Regions from separate parts of the Zea mays genome. Here regions 2 and 3 are each linked to region 1. Evidence: chromatin contacts called from public Hi-C data. All regions are on one chromosome and are shown on one strand. Each heading gives the region's core, a stretch centred on a gene start, on an enhancer-like site or on the middle of the called end of the contact. The rest is flanking DNA. Distances are from core to core; before and after follow the strand shown. Region 1 has its middle 97 kb from the start of LOC100280145. Region 2 holds the start of LOC100282916 (Zinc finger protein CONSTANS-LIKE 9). Region 3 holds the start of LOC100279861 (WW domain-containing protein).

Region 1 (4,312 bases), core at 1,262-3,761:
CACATATTGTCTCTATGTACTCTTATTTTCATAGATGATAAAGGTATGTTCTTCATAACCTTCGTCTGAAGATCATTATATCCGAAAGGAGATAATGTTTAGGAGGACGAAGGTCCTTAATCATTAACAATTGTGTTGTCTTCTTCTTGATTCACAACATTTGAGAACAAGTGACAAACAGCTGCGCCCTTGTTGGAATTGTGCTAGTGCCCTTAGTTGTGATTGCCCATGTCCTCACTTTGACTGGGATTGTGTATTGTTCTTACATGCCTTGGGTGAAGCCTTCCTCTGAAGCCCTGGTCATCTCAGAATATTTGTAAGCTTCCTCTCTTCTTTGCTAGAAATCGTTGTCGACTCTGATGTACTCATCCATCTTCTGGAGAAGCTTCTCTAGGGTTTGGGGAGCTTTCTAGCGAAATATTGTGCTGTTGGGCCTGAACGAAGTCCCTTGATCATGACTTCAATAACAATCTCATTTGGCACCGTTGGCGCCTGAGCTCTGAGACGCAGAAACCTTTGGACGTATGCCTGCAGATACTCCCTGTGGTCCTGTGTGCACTAGAATAGGGCTTGAGCGGTCACTGGCTTCGTCTGAAACCCCTAAAAGCTAGTGACCAATATATCCTTCAACTTCTTCTATGATGTAATTATTCCTGGTCTAAGATATGAATAGCAAGTTTGAGCAACACTTCTAACTGCCATGACAAAGGATTTTGCCATGACAGCGTTGTTCCCATCTTCTCTCTACTTGTTGATTAATAGCTTTTAGATCCCTAATCTCGTGATCCAACTCTTCGTCCCGTGATGTTGGGCTAATAGCTTTCCTCTTCTGGCTTCGAGCCTCCCTTAGAAGGAGCCCATCTTGATTGGTGTCCAGAGGAGCAAGGGCAGCCCCTGGCGCTGCTATCTTCTTCGGCGGCATGACGAAGGTGGTCGTTTGAGTTCTCTTGACGAAGGTGATCGTTTGAGTTTACCGGAGGTGTGCACCAATGTTGGTCACTTGTTTCTGGTTGTTGTGAACCATAAAACAAGGCAACACGATTGTTAAACGTTAAGGACCTTCGTCCCTCGAAGCAATATCTCCCTTCGGGTATAATGAATCTTGGATGAAGATCATGAAGAACACATCTTTATCATTCACAGATATACAAATATAAAAATATAATTACAGAGATAACATCATATCATTTATTCATTTCATATCAAATGTTAAACAACATCAAGATCCATCTCATATATTAACAAAGTGATATATGATGTACATTACATTTGTAGCTTCGACTTGCTTGAAGGAGAAAGCTTCAATGTAATTCCCATCCAGCGTGAACAGTATGGGATAGGCAATCGTACAGCTTCGTACGATATTACATTCATACCCTCAAAGATTACATACAAGGTTTACAAATGTTACAGGGACAATTTTGTCATTTGCACTTAGCAGCTTGAACAACGCCTTCTCTCTACGTCGCCTTCCTGCATCAACGTAATGAAGCTTGCTTCGTCACACTTTCATTGATCTATGCCGAAGCTTTTCTAGTAACGAAGCTCCTGTAATACTTAATAATATGCTGAAAACAAATGGTTAGCCGTGTTTTTGAGGATCTTCGGAAGACGAAGGCCTCCAATAGACGTGTAGTTCAAGACCGCATTGCAGGGAGATTCCCCAAGGTCACTTTCACCATGAGTGAGATCTAAAGATCATTAGTGTTTGGTCCAAAAAGATGCCAACGAGTACAATCTATCTATGTAACACCGGTTCTATCTATGTAACACCGGGATGGTTGGTAAGGAAACAAAGTTAGTATTACATATCTCAATAGTCAAAGGATTTGTCCACAATCCCTTACACACATGAATGGCAATTGTTTTTAAGTGTCCGGCGGCTGCTGCCACGTCCAAGGATGTTTTCTTTGGGGGCGTGATACGGGATGTAGAAACTAGTCACGGTTTCTGCATTAAGAGCGCCCCTATTATTAGGCCAAATTGAGAATACTTCCATGGCAAAAAAATGTTTGAGAACGTTGTCAGTTGAACCTTCTATTCTGCTGCACATAAACATGTTTGTAGGCTTCTTGCACAGTTTCTCTACTGTCCTTTTCTTTTACGGAACGTTGCATTATTTTGACTCAGCCAGCCATCGGAAACGACTTTTCATTTTCGTTTTTGAGAAGGACAGAAGCCATCGGATACGGCGTGTGAATGGACGTGCGCGACGGGTTTGGCATGCTTGTCGACGAACCGATCCAGTTTCGTCAACAGAGGGTGGGCACACACATGTCGAGTACGAAAGTTGGTAGGCGCGAGATGAGAGCTCCCCCCAAAGAAGTCGTTAAATATCATGAAAGTAGTAGCTAACTGTTGTTGAAAGATACAATAATGAACGCGAAGGTTGCTTAAAGCGAGGTTGCTTATTAAACGAGATTAAACAAAGTACGAACGCAGCAGGAGAAGCAGCAATCGTACAGCTCCTTTTTTTTGTGATTTTCGACCATGTCCACGTCCACAACGATGGCCTGAAAGGGGCCGGACCCCGTACAGCTCATGGTCCATTTCCGTGACAGCTCGATGCTACCAAGTGCAGTGCGGTTGGTCGAGTTGAGTTGAAGCCAACAGTCATGCATGTCTTCCGTGGTTTTTGTGGATGGATGAAACATGGTGCCACAATTCCATGCAAATAGTGTATATATAATCGACTTAGCTAGAGCAAGTGTGCAGACTGGTGGATCAAGTGCTGCTGATTTTTTATTACTTTGGTGCACGCGAGCAAATAACAGATCCTTGTACTATTAGTTTCCAATTTTGTTAATCAAGTGTACAGACTGGTGGATCAATTGCTGTGCTGAAAATAGTGGTCCATGGACTGTTCACGTTTCTTCCAATTTTCCTTTCCATGCGTGTATTAGTTTGTCTCCATTTTAGATCTGCCTCATACCCGCACATTTCACGACAAGATTTTGCTTAACCTTGTAAAATACAGCCAAGTGTAGGTAGTATCATAGTATCAATGCTATTGTCTCTATCAATTTTTATGTCTTTCGTTCAATTTCTTCATGTATCTGCCATACCTCAAAGTTCAGTTGTACAGTTGTTCCAGTGCTATTCACCGGAATCAACCTCTTCGCCGAGTGCCGCAAGCACTCGGCGAAGCCTTAAAAACACTCGGCAAAGGCTTTGCCGAGTGTAACACTCGGCAAAGAAGGCTCGGCAAACAGTACATCGGCAAAGACTTCTTTGCCGAGTACTTTTTTTCGGGCACTCGGCAACGATCTTTGCCGAGTGTCAGGGAGCACTCGGCAAAGAAAAGCGACCGTTACGGCGCCGGTTGACGGAGACGGCGGCTTTGCCGAGTGTCAACGGTGACACTCGGCAACGAAGATATCTTTGCCGAGTGTCCTCCTGGCAGCACTCGGCAAAGCCGCCTTCTTTGCCGAGTGCCACTTGGGACACTCGGCAAAGAGCCCGCCAGGGAGGGTCCCCATGTCAGGCTCTTTGCCGAGTGTACCAATTGGCACTCGGCAAAGACGACCTCTTTGCCGAGTGCCAGCGCATAACACTCGGCAAAGAACCTAAGCCGGTGCCCAGGTCTGTGCTCTTTGCCGAGTGTTATGACCCTGACACTCGGCAAAGCGCCTCTTTGCCGAGTGTTACACTCGGCAAAGTGACCAGTATGTACCTTTTTTATTTGTTTTTTGTTTTCCATCCACACAAACAGAAGATATCACATATATATCACATATATACATCACAGATATCATCACAGACATAAATAGCCAACACAAACATAAAACCGTGACCACAAACATAAATATCCATCACAAACATAAGTGTTCAACACAAACATAAGTCTCAAACGTCGCAAGCTCTCACATAAGTATCAAACAGAAACATAAGTATTATACATAAGTTGTGAAGTCTAAAACAACGACTCATGGAGGTGGGCGGTTTGGCCGGGGTTGCGTTGGGCTGAACCCTTCCGGAGGGTTGTTGGATGCCGCCCCAGATTGGCCCTGCACAAAGAAGAGATAGCATGTGTTATACCAGATGCATTACAAACATCTAACTACAATTTTGGTACTCACAGGAGTGTGGAAGAGAGTAGGGTCAACTGGGGGGAACAATGGAGGTGGCGGAGCGATGCCCTGTGCGGCGCCAAGGCTCTGCATGTACTGGAACATCTCCGCCATCCTCTGATCAGCCGCCGCCCGCTCCGCCATTATCCTCGCCTCCATCTCTTCTAGTTGGGTCTGTAATATTACAAGCCAATGTTATAGTAACTCAAAGACTAGGTATATAACTAAAGGAAGGACGAGTT
Region 2 (4,312 bases), core at 1,347-3,846, 200 kb after region 1:
GATGAAGCCACCGCTTCTGCAATCCCGCGAAGGAATTCACAAGAGCAAAGGGGTAGAGATCACTCTCAATATTTGTTAGCACACAACGGAACAAAGGGTTCTGTTTTTAGATTATCCAAAGCTGCTTTACATCATAGACATAGGGGGTATTTATACTAGCAACAGCCAACCTTAGAGAGGTATAAACACGAAAAGAAAGTATTTTAGCGTGCTAATGTAAAGGGTCCTCTTCGGGAGATCTCGAGAGCTAAATTCCGTGTGGCTGTTTGACTTCTGCGCAACCTTCAGTATTTTGATAATAACTTCTCTAGGGAATCTCCAAATGACGTGGGGCCAGATGCGTTGGAAAGCTGACTTGATAATCTTTCTCACCATGTATAGCATGCTTAATGAAACTTCGTAGAATGATGTAGTTTAATACGGAAACTTGGTCATCAAACAGATTGTTGACCTTCTGACCAGTCAGCACTAAAGTAGGTCGTCCACGCTTTCGGGTAGATTTGATTAAGTCATCCTTAGAAGCTTTAGAAACTAGACTTCAAGAGCTTTCCATAAAGTACTTATGAGCCTTCATAGCTTTTGGGAATCAAAAGATATGACTGTTTCTTCTGGACGGTTCTATTGCGCTCGACTGATTCGAACATAGATCTTCTTTCTGATTCGCCCTTGATATGTTTTGTCGTTCCTCTTTGGTGAACCTAAGCAATATCAACATACACGACTTAAGTAGCATAAAGTTCTCATTAATGTTTAATTGAAATTTATAAAGTAGCGCGTGCACCTCTTACTGTAGTTTCTTAGCTCGGCTACGTGTAATTGGTCCATCAAAGACTTGAGCTGGTGATGATGTTGGTTGTACTTAAGTTGATGTAGTATGACTTGAGGGTTGTAACATGTTGATTAATGGCGTGGTCGTATTAGATGACCTTCTCCCTTTAATTTACCTCTAGATTTGAGATAAATTGAGAGGACGAAGGGCCCATAGTTTTAATTATATTTACTTGTTTTGACATTTCTTAGGAATTAAAGCAAGTGACCAGCATATGCTAAACAATAGGTTCGATTGAAAACACTCATTATAAGCGGCTACTGCAATACACTAGTGAATCTATAATGCTCGTTGTATCTTCTCAGGGGATGTTTGAATGCACTAAAGCTAATAGTTAGTGACTAAAATTAGTTGAAACATCCAAACACCCTAGCTAATATTTCAGCTATTAGCTATTTTTGTAAATTAGTTAATAGTTAGGTAGTTATTTGTTAGCTAGCTAATTATACTAACAATTTTTAGCTAACTAAGTATTAGTTCTAGTGCATTCAAACACCCCTCAGTTTCGTCGTCTCGTGGAAGTCATATGATTCTATATTATCACATATGTATACATGCATTATTTCTATCTTAGCTAATTTTGACGTTTCAACTTCAAGAAATGAGAGCAATTCAATACTTTGCTTCATGTGGATGATCTTTTCAATTTTATATCGGTCAATAATATTAAAATCCTCTCTTAACTCGAATTTCTAAGGACAGATGTTTCTTCTTCCAAGAGGCTTGAAGCTATTTTTTGTCTATTAAAAACACGAAAAATACAATTTGCTTCTCACTCGTATAAAAAAACATGAAAGCAAGAGACCATTTTTTTAAAGAAGACCACACAAAAAAATTGTTCCTTAATAAATTTTGAAGTGTCTTTTTCTTTAGGATAAATAACTATTCAAAGTCATACAACAACCTAACCATGCAGGGACGAAGCCTAGCCAACCTAACCATACAGAGACCGACTCAGAACTTTATTTAGAAGGAACTAAACTAAACCTCTATACTTCCTCTTCTACATTATACTTCCTTAGTTCTTTTTATTTGTTATGTTTTAGTTTAAAAATGAACTAGTGAATGATAAATATTCGAAAACGTAGACAGTAATGTATACTCTTCTAAATTTTAGAGAAACTCCAGTAGAACTTTATGGTCTCAGGAACAGTAAGACGGTAGGAGGCTCGACTGCCGCCCGCCTCACCGCTGTCTCACTCCCTGTAACCATAGTATACTAGTCTACATGCATCCAGCCGGAGTCAGGGAAAAAAGCCAGCCGTTGGCGCGCTAATCAGGCCAGGCCAAAATGGCCAAATGAGCAAGCAGGCCACTGTCCGTCGGTGACGTGCGGGCCCATGAGCCAGAGAAGCAACCCACCTGTACCAGTACGGCAGTACTAGTACCGCGGACAAGTCGAAAAACCCTGCGCACCGCTCACTGCTTCACCTTTTGCGCAACAGTTCCCACCGGATCGAGCCCAAGAACAAATCACTGACTCGTTGGGTCCACCTTTGCTGGGACCATCAGCTAGTGACGGTGGCGTGCCACGGACCATGTGCCCGAGGCCGCGCATGTCAAAACGAGATGGCCGGGGGTGGGGGGCGCTGCAAACGTGGCGCGGGCCCGGGCTCCCTCGCACCCCCTTATCCTCTGTGGCAGAGGGAAATGACGCTCTTACCCTCGAAAAAGCGCACAAAAGCGCACCGGCGTGGGCCCCGCCACCTCATCCTCAGCAAATTTTTCCTCTACGCTACCAGTCTACCGCTAGCCTGCCTGCCCTCAGACTTCCTCTTTCTTCCCCTTCTCAGCCTTTCCCTCTCTTCTCTGCTCTTTGCATCTCTCTCTTGTTCCTCCCTTCCTCTCTCTAAAAAAGGGTTCTGATCCCTTTCTAGAAGCTCCTGGGTTTCTGTTGCCGACCCGAGCTCCCCAGGGGCGCTCAGGAGGCGCCGAGCCGGCGACCGCTCCGGCGGATCTGAGGAGCCGCCGCGGTCGCTTTGCCTCCGGTGAGTTATTCTTCCTCTCCCTTGGCGCGGGATTTTTTATGTGGGGTCGACCTCTTCCCTCGGATTCGCTGGCTCCAATCCCAACGTCTGATTCAGCAAATACGTATCATTTTGTTACCGGCCGCTTTATCGTTCCCCTTTCCTCTTTCCGGTGATCCCGATGCAGCTGCGATTTTATGTCTGTTTGTGTTTCAGACTGGGTTGATGCTGATTTATGGTGTTAGAAATGGCTGTTTGTATTTTTTTCTTCGTTATATTTTGTTTTGCTTTGTTGTATACTTGTATTTGTTTTCAGTTTAATATATGGGAGACATGAATCCTGTAAGAAAACTGCTTGTTTTTTTCCCTTGGCCTAAACGACCATCGTATTTGCCGCCTCACGCAGTCACGCTCTAACTCATACTGGTTTTTCAGTGCTCAAATTACATACAAAATTCCATTTAAAAAATAAAAATTGTTTCTCATATGAATAATCAAAACATGTTCTTTTAACTATATCCAGTCTTAGGTGCAAAGATGTGAATCTAATGCTTTAAGAAATGTTTATACTTATAATCCTTTTGTTATTGATAAGGGCAATCTTTTTGTTATGCATCCGTATGAGCACACTTACTGGAAATATTTGCATTTTTCCTTCCAAATATAGTTTTTTCAAAAAAAGTCAACTTCACTTCTTGCTTTGCACACATAAGATTTCCTTAGTCTGAAAACTTCTAAACAACTCATGAATTTATTTTGCTGGTGAAAAGGTTACCCTCTGTTAGCTTAAATAAAATTATCACCGAGCTCTGTTTGTTGGCTCATTTCATTGGTCCAATCATTCATGTTTCATATGTTTCCTCCCTACCATAGTATTGCGCTGTGTTGGTTGCTTGGAGAAGTTGGATATTATATAATAGGATTTACTAAGAAATCACTGTCAGGGATGACTAAGAATTGTGTCTTACGTCTTATGCTGGCTGGCTTCCATTTTTTTACACATTATCTCTTCTAGGATTCGTAGTACCTAGTGACCTCGTGGGACATATACTCGCATTCTTGCAAGCACTTAGTGGGGGCTTTGAATTATAATATGCACGGAGAACAGAAGATTTCAAGACTTGTTGCCTGCACTTTTGTAGTGGGTTTCGCAGTTCTTTATGCCCTGGTCGGCAAATTGAGGCTGAGTCCACTGATTTATGAGTCAATTGATACCTAGAACTGTCTCATTGCAGATGGCGGCTACATGTCCTAATTAGGAAGCAAATCTTTATTATCCTTGATATTTATATTGCTTGTAGCTGATGTAAGATGTTGATGGGTGGAACATGTTTGATTGTTTCTCTTGGATTAAGTTGAAAAAAAAAACAACCTGTTGTTTGGGTGGATGCCATGGTCAGAGTAACTGCCAGTAACAAATTTCTGTCATCACGTCAGTGTCATTCTATCATGTGCATTTCTCTAACACGATGTATGGGTACTAGACTACTAGTTCATAAAATAATAGTTGCGATAA
Region 3 (4,312 bases), core at 1,143-3,642, 170 kb before region 1:
GATGCAAACAGTTGCATTAATCATCCTTCATAGAACCCATCATCAGTTTTTTTTTCTGTTACCCTAATTGGCAATTGGCATGTGGGTAATATTTGCTTCCATTTTTATTGCTTCGTTGATAGAGGAGACTAGTTGGTTGTGCAATGTGCATAATTACTTAATTAGATCTACACCCACCCAAAACCCATCTATTCCCCTAGCTCCACCAGCACAACCACTCTCTGGCCCAAACCCCCAAAATACAGGCAAGGTGAGGTATGCTTCAACATGCATGTTCGGTTACTTCCATTGTCCTAGTTCCCAAGTCAAAGATACTTCAAAATATGATTTAAACATTCAAACATAGGGCCATTGTGGCATTCCATCAGTGTGTTTGTTACTTATTACTCTCTCCGTTCCAAATTATAAGATATTTTGGATTTTCTAGATACGAAGTTTTTGCTATGCACTTAGATGTACACTATGTCTAGATACATAGCAAAAATAATGTATCTATAAAAGCCAAACTGTCCTATAGTTTGGAAGATAGGAAGTATGTCTCAAAAGAAGGTTACTAATCAATATGGTACACAATGTTATTAAAACGACGTTTAAACTACAAAACGTTGACAGTGTTTAAACGCTGAAACGTTTTACAATCTAATGTAAAACGTCGTTTTTCTGGCGTTTAAACGCCACGTTTTGTACTTTAAATGCTGGATATACATTATGTGTCACATTTTTCTCGTTTTACTCCTGCCCAACCATCGAATTGGGCCCAGCCCAGTTAAGAACCCACGCCTACCGCAGCCTTCTCTCAGCTCCTGCGGTATCACGCTCTCCAGCCGCCGCCACACACTGTCGCCAGCACGCACGCGACCGTCACCATTCCAGTCCGCCGGCCGCCGTGCACTCCCGTCTGCTGTGCCCTGTCCTCATGTCCGCGCCGCCACTCTAGGATCCAGGCTGCCGCTCCAAGTCCAGGCCGTCCTCCCGTCCGTCGTGCCCCGTCTGTTAGTCTCCCCGTCCTCCAACCACTGCTGCGCCACCGCTCCAGCATCCGCACTCCGCAGCGTCTGGTGCTCTGGAGGACGGCCAACAGTGTCTAGTGGTGCTCGTCAGAACCGGTGCCCTCTATATCTGTTGACAGTGGACAACACGCCTCTGTCTGTTGGTTGCTGCTCGCTTGCTGGTATATGCCTATATGCAACACCACACTGCACACGCTGTGTTGCTTACTTGCTAAACCATTTAAAGTTCTGAACATACACATCACACTGAAGGTATGTGCCTATATGCAACAACATTTGAAGTTTGTGTTGCTCACTTGCTAAACTATTTAAAGTTCTGAACATACACACCACACTGAAGGTAACATTTGAAGTTATGATATATTGAAATTTTCCTATGTTGTTTTCAACTACGTTTAAACTTCGTTTAAAACGTTTAAAAGTCAGAACTCCACCATGGGTGTTTCATCGTTGTGTCGTTTAGTAACCTTGATGGTACACCGAAAGGGTATGCCACTAAAGCTATTTTGTTCTTTGGGTCTGTAGATTTGGGTGGTTTGGTCATTCACGTGACACAGCCTCCCAAAATAGTAGAGAATTTAATTATGAATTGTAATAGATTTGCGGTGAAAGGGGCTGAAACTGTGACGACTGTATTTCTCGCTATATCACTGAAATTGTAACAGGCTTGGTGCACGTTCAAACGAAGTAGCAAAAACGTGACACGAAAAAGTTATGGGGCACACAAAAGTGGCAAGTCCAAGCAGTATCTGGTGATAAAGACCAACCCAATGACTTATCAGGATAAGTTCGATGAATCATATTTACCCTAAATCGAGCTGTGTGATTCAGAAGACCGGACAAACCTATTTGCGGGGTACTAGGGAACAGATGACAGTGCCAAACAGATGACAGTGCCGCTTCCCTATTTTACACGATCCACCGAAGAAAGCCTAAGATTCAAGCTTGACAATTAGGGCGAGCGACCAAAGATCGATAGCAAATCTCAAAACATGTCAAAAAAAAAGCTAGGGCACATAGCGATTAAACACAACCACATCGAACCAAACCGGGCGGCGGCGGTACTTACCGGGGGGGAGATCGAGGAAGAGGTCCAGCTTGACCCTGCGGCCCGCCGCGGCCATGGCAGCCAGGCGGCGCTCCTTCCTCCTCCCCATCGGCCGGGCACCGAGGGTTTTCGATGCGTCTGTGGTTAGAGTTTGGAGGTCGAGGTGGGGAAGCCGCGAGGGTCTCCCGCAGTTTCACCGAACGGAGAAGGGGAAGGGGAAGGTGAAGGGACGGGAAAGGTGAGCCGCCGGCGGGCGCGTGGCTTCGTGGCGTGGTTGGGCGCGTCGAGGCAAGGGAAGTGAGGGAACCTTCTTCGGTTCTCTTCTTCGTCTCCGCCACGACCTATCAGATCTAAACAGCATCTAAAGCCCATTTAGTTGGTCCAGCGCCATAAAATCAGGCCGGTCTTAAGATACGAGATTGTTTTTGGCTGGTCCGTTGAGGGCTTGTCCGATAGGAACTAAAACGGATGCATCGGAGCCATTTAGAAAAGTTTGGTGCATTGCATGATCATTTGGATTTGGTCAATAATTTGAAAATTTGTACTCAAACTGACATGGCAAATAAAAGAGACACAATATTAATGTGAGGGGTGAATAGGTGATTCTATAAAACCTTAACTAAAAACAATAAACTTGGTCTACAAATGAAGTTAGTGAAATCTAAAACCAAGTTCAATTAAGAATAGAAGGTGGATTTTTTTGCTTACTTGCTCTCACAAGATGTGTATTGAAACTAGAGCAATATTGAAAGTGAAGCAGAAAGCTAGAAAGAACAAAATCGCAATGAAAGAAAGTAGAACAAAATCCTGTGTTCGGTCGAAGGCCTACCTCCATATTTTGGTGTCTCAATGGACGAAGGTTGCACTCAACCCCTCTCATGAGATCCAGAGATCAAACTTGAATATCACGGTTATCTTCCTTATAGTATATTCTTGTTTGTAAGGAATCTACACAAATTGAAGTCTCTCACACCTTACGCAATATATTCACAATCAATAACAAGAGTAAGGGATGGAGTAGCAACACACATAAGAGCACAAATGCAGCAAGACCACGCACGCAAGTGAAGAAAAGAGCACACGAATGAAAACCGACAGAGTCTCAACTTAAAAAGCACTCAAATCTCTCTCGAATGAATCAAAGTGTGATCGGAGTCTCAGAGTTTGTTATATGCTCTTGTGATTGTTTCAGTGTGTTGTCTGGGTGCTGCTCCATGACGCCTAAGGGGCCTTTTATATCCTCAAGGAGCCTAGGAGTCGTTGGTTCTTCATATGGGAAGTAATCAGCCTTCCCTGTCTGCGTGCACCGAACTGAACAGTTACTGATCTGTTTCCTTCTACAGCCGAGCCGACCGTTGCGCACCTTCGGTTTCCTAACACACTGGACACGACTCTCTCAAGGCCACGACACGCCCGAGACAGTCACAAGTCACGTTGAGGCCAAGCGACCGATGTTAGAGATGGCAATGGGTACCCGCGATATTAGGGTATGTATATGGGCTAAATGTTCTACCCATGGGTCTCTTATTGGGCAAAAAACCTTCACCCAATGGTAAACGGGTATTAGAATATTCCACACCTACCCATACACGTTAACCCGTGGGTATAAAATACCCGGTATAAACTTAGCCCAAAACATGAACTTAGGCTTTAGTGATCCATCTCTTTTGACTATTTAACAATCTTTTGGGTGATAATGTCATAAAAGGCTTAACAACTATTTAATGACCATATAATGGAACATGTAATGTGTTATGTGGTAATATCTTAGTGTTGCTACTTTATCCAATTATCTATGGTGTTCTTCAATAGATGATTGAATGAAGCTAAAATTTTTGTAATGGTATTTAGATAGATATACTTGACATTTGTATAATGTAAATGTTTAATCTTTGTGGGTACGAGTGACCCAATGGGTGACCCATACCTACATGAGTATGGGTATGAGTATGGGGGTAAATTCATACCCACCAGTGGATATGGGTGACCCGACGGGACTATTTATTCGTTGTGAGTATGGGTATGGGATAGTAATACCCGGTAGGTATTTACCCATTGCCATCTCTACCCGACGTAGTCACGACTCATTCGAGACCAAGCGCCCGACGCAGTCACGACTCTCTTCGTCTCTAAAGGGGGAGAAGTTTCTTCCAAGAGGAGAACACTCATTTAGTGGTAGTAATAATATTTACTGCTTCAATCGGTGTCGTTGATAAATCTTTATGAGGGCAAGTCTTATTTGCTTCCTATATGC

The links. A called contact is a pair of places that touch in the nucleus more often than the background predicts.
Region 2: a contact with region 1 is called in a Hi-C map of leaf, with 5 times the contacts expected there. The contact joins the promoter of LOC100282916 here to the enhancer-like site in region 1. A contact is called at or near these places in 3 of 25 Hi-C or Micro-C datasets (bundle sheath, leaf and tassel).
Region 3: a contact with region 1 is called in a Hi-C map of leaf, with 5 times the contacts expected there. The contact joins the promoter of LOC100279861 here to the enhancer-like site in region 1. A contact is called at or near these places in 2 of 25 Hi-C or Micro-C datasets (ear and leaf).

What each region holds. Positions count from the first base shown.
Region 1 is chr9:42,194,455-42,198,766 of Zm-B73-REFERENCE-NAM-5.0, reverse strand. No RefSeq gene overlaps it. Among protein-coding and RNA genes, the nearest start is that of LOC100280145, 97 kb to the right of the region's middle. Within about 2 kb of position 2,511, at least 10 of the 20 cell types and tissues checked have an H3K27ac peak or open chromatin away from gene starts, as enhancers often do. A contact at or near this core is called in bundle sheath and leaf, where this site is marked.
Region 2 is chr9:41,992,009-41,996,320 of Zm-B73-REFERENCE-NAM-5.0, reverse strand. LOC100282916 (Zinc finger protein CONSTANS-LIKE 9) reads left to right here and starts at 2,596. Exons shown (of 5, transcript NM_001155822.1): 1 at 2,596-2,817.
Region 3 is chr9:42,368,659-42,372,970 of Zm-B73-REFERENCE-NAM-5.0, reverse strand. It overlaps LOC100279861 (WW domain-containing protein), which reads right to left and starts at 2,392. Exons shown (of 10, transcript NM_001152814.1): 1 at 2,080-2,392.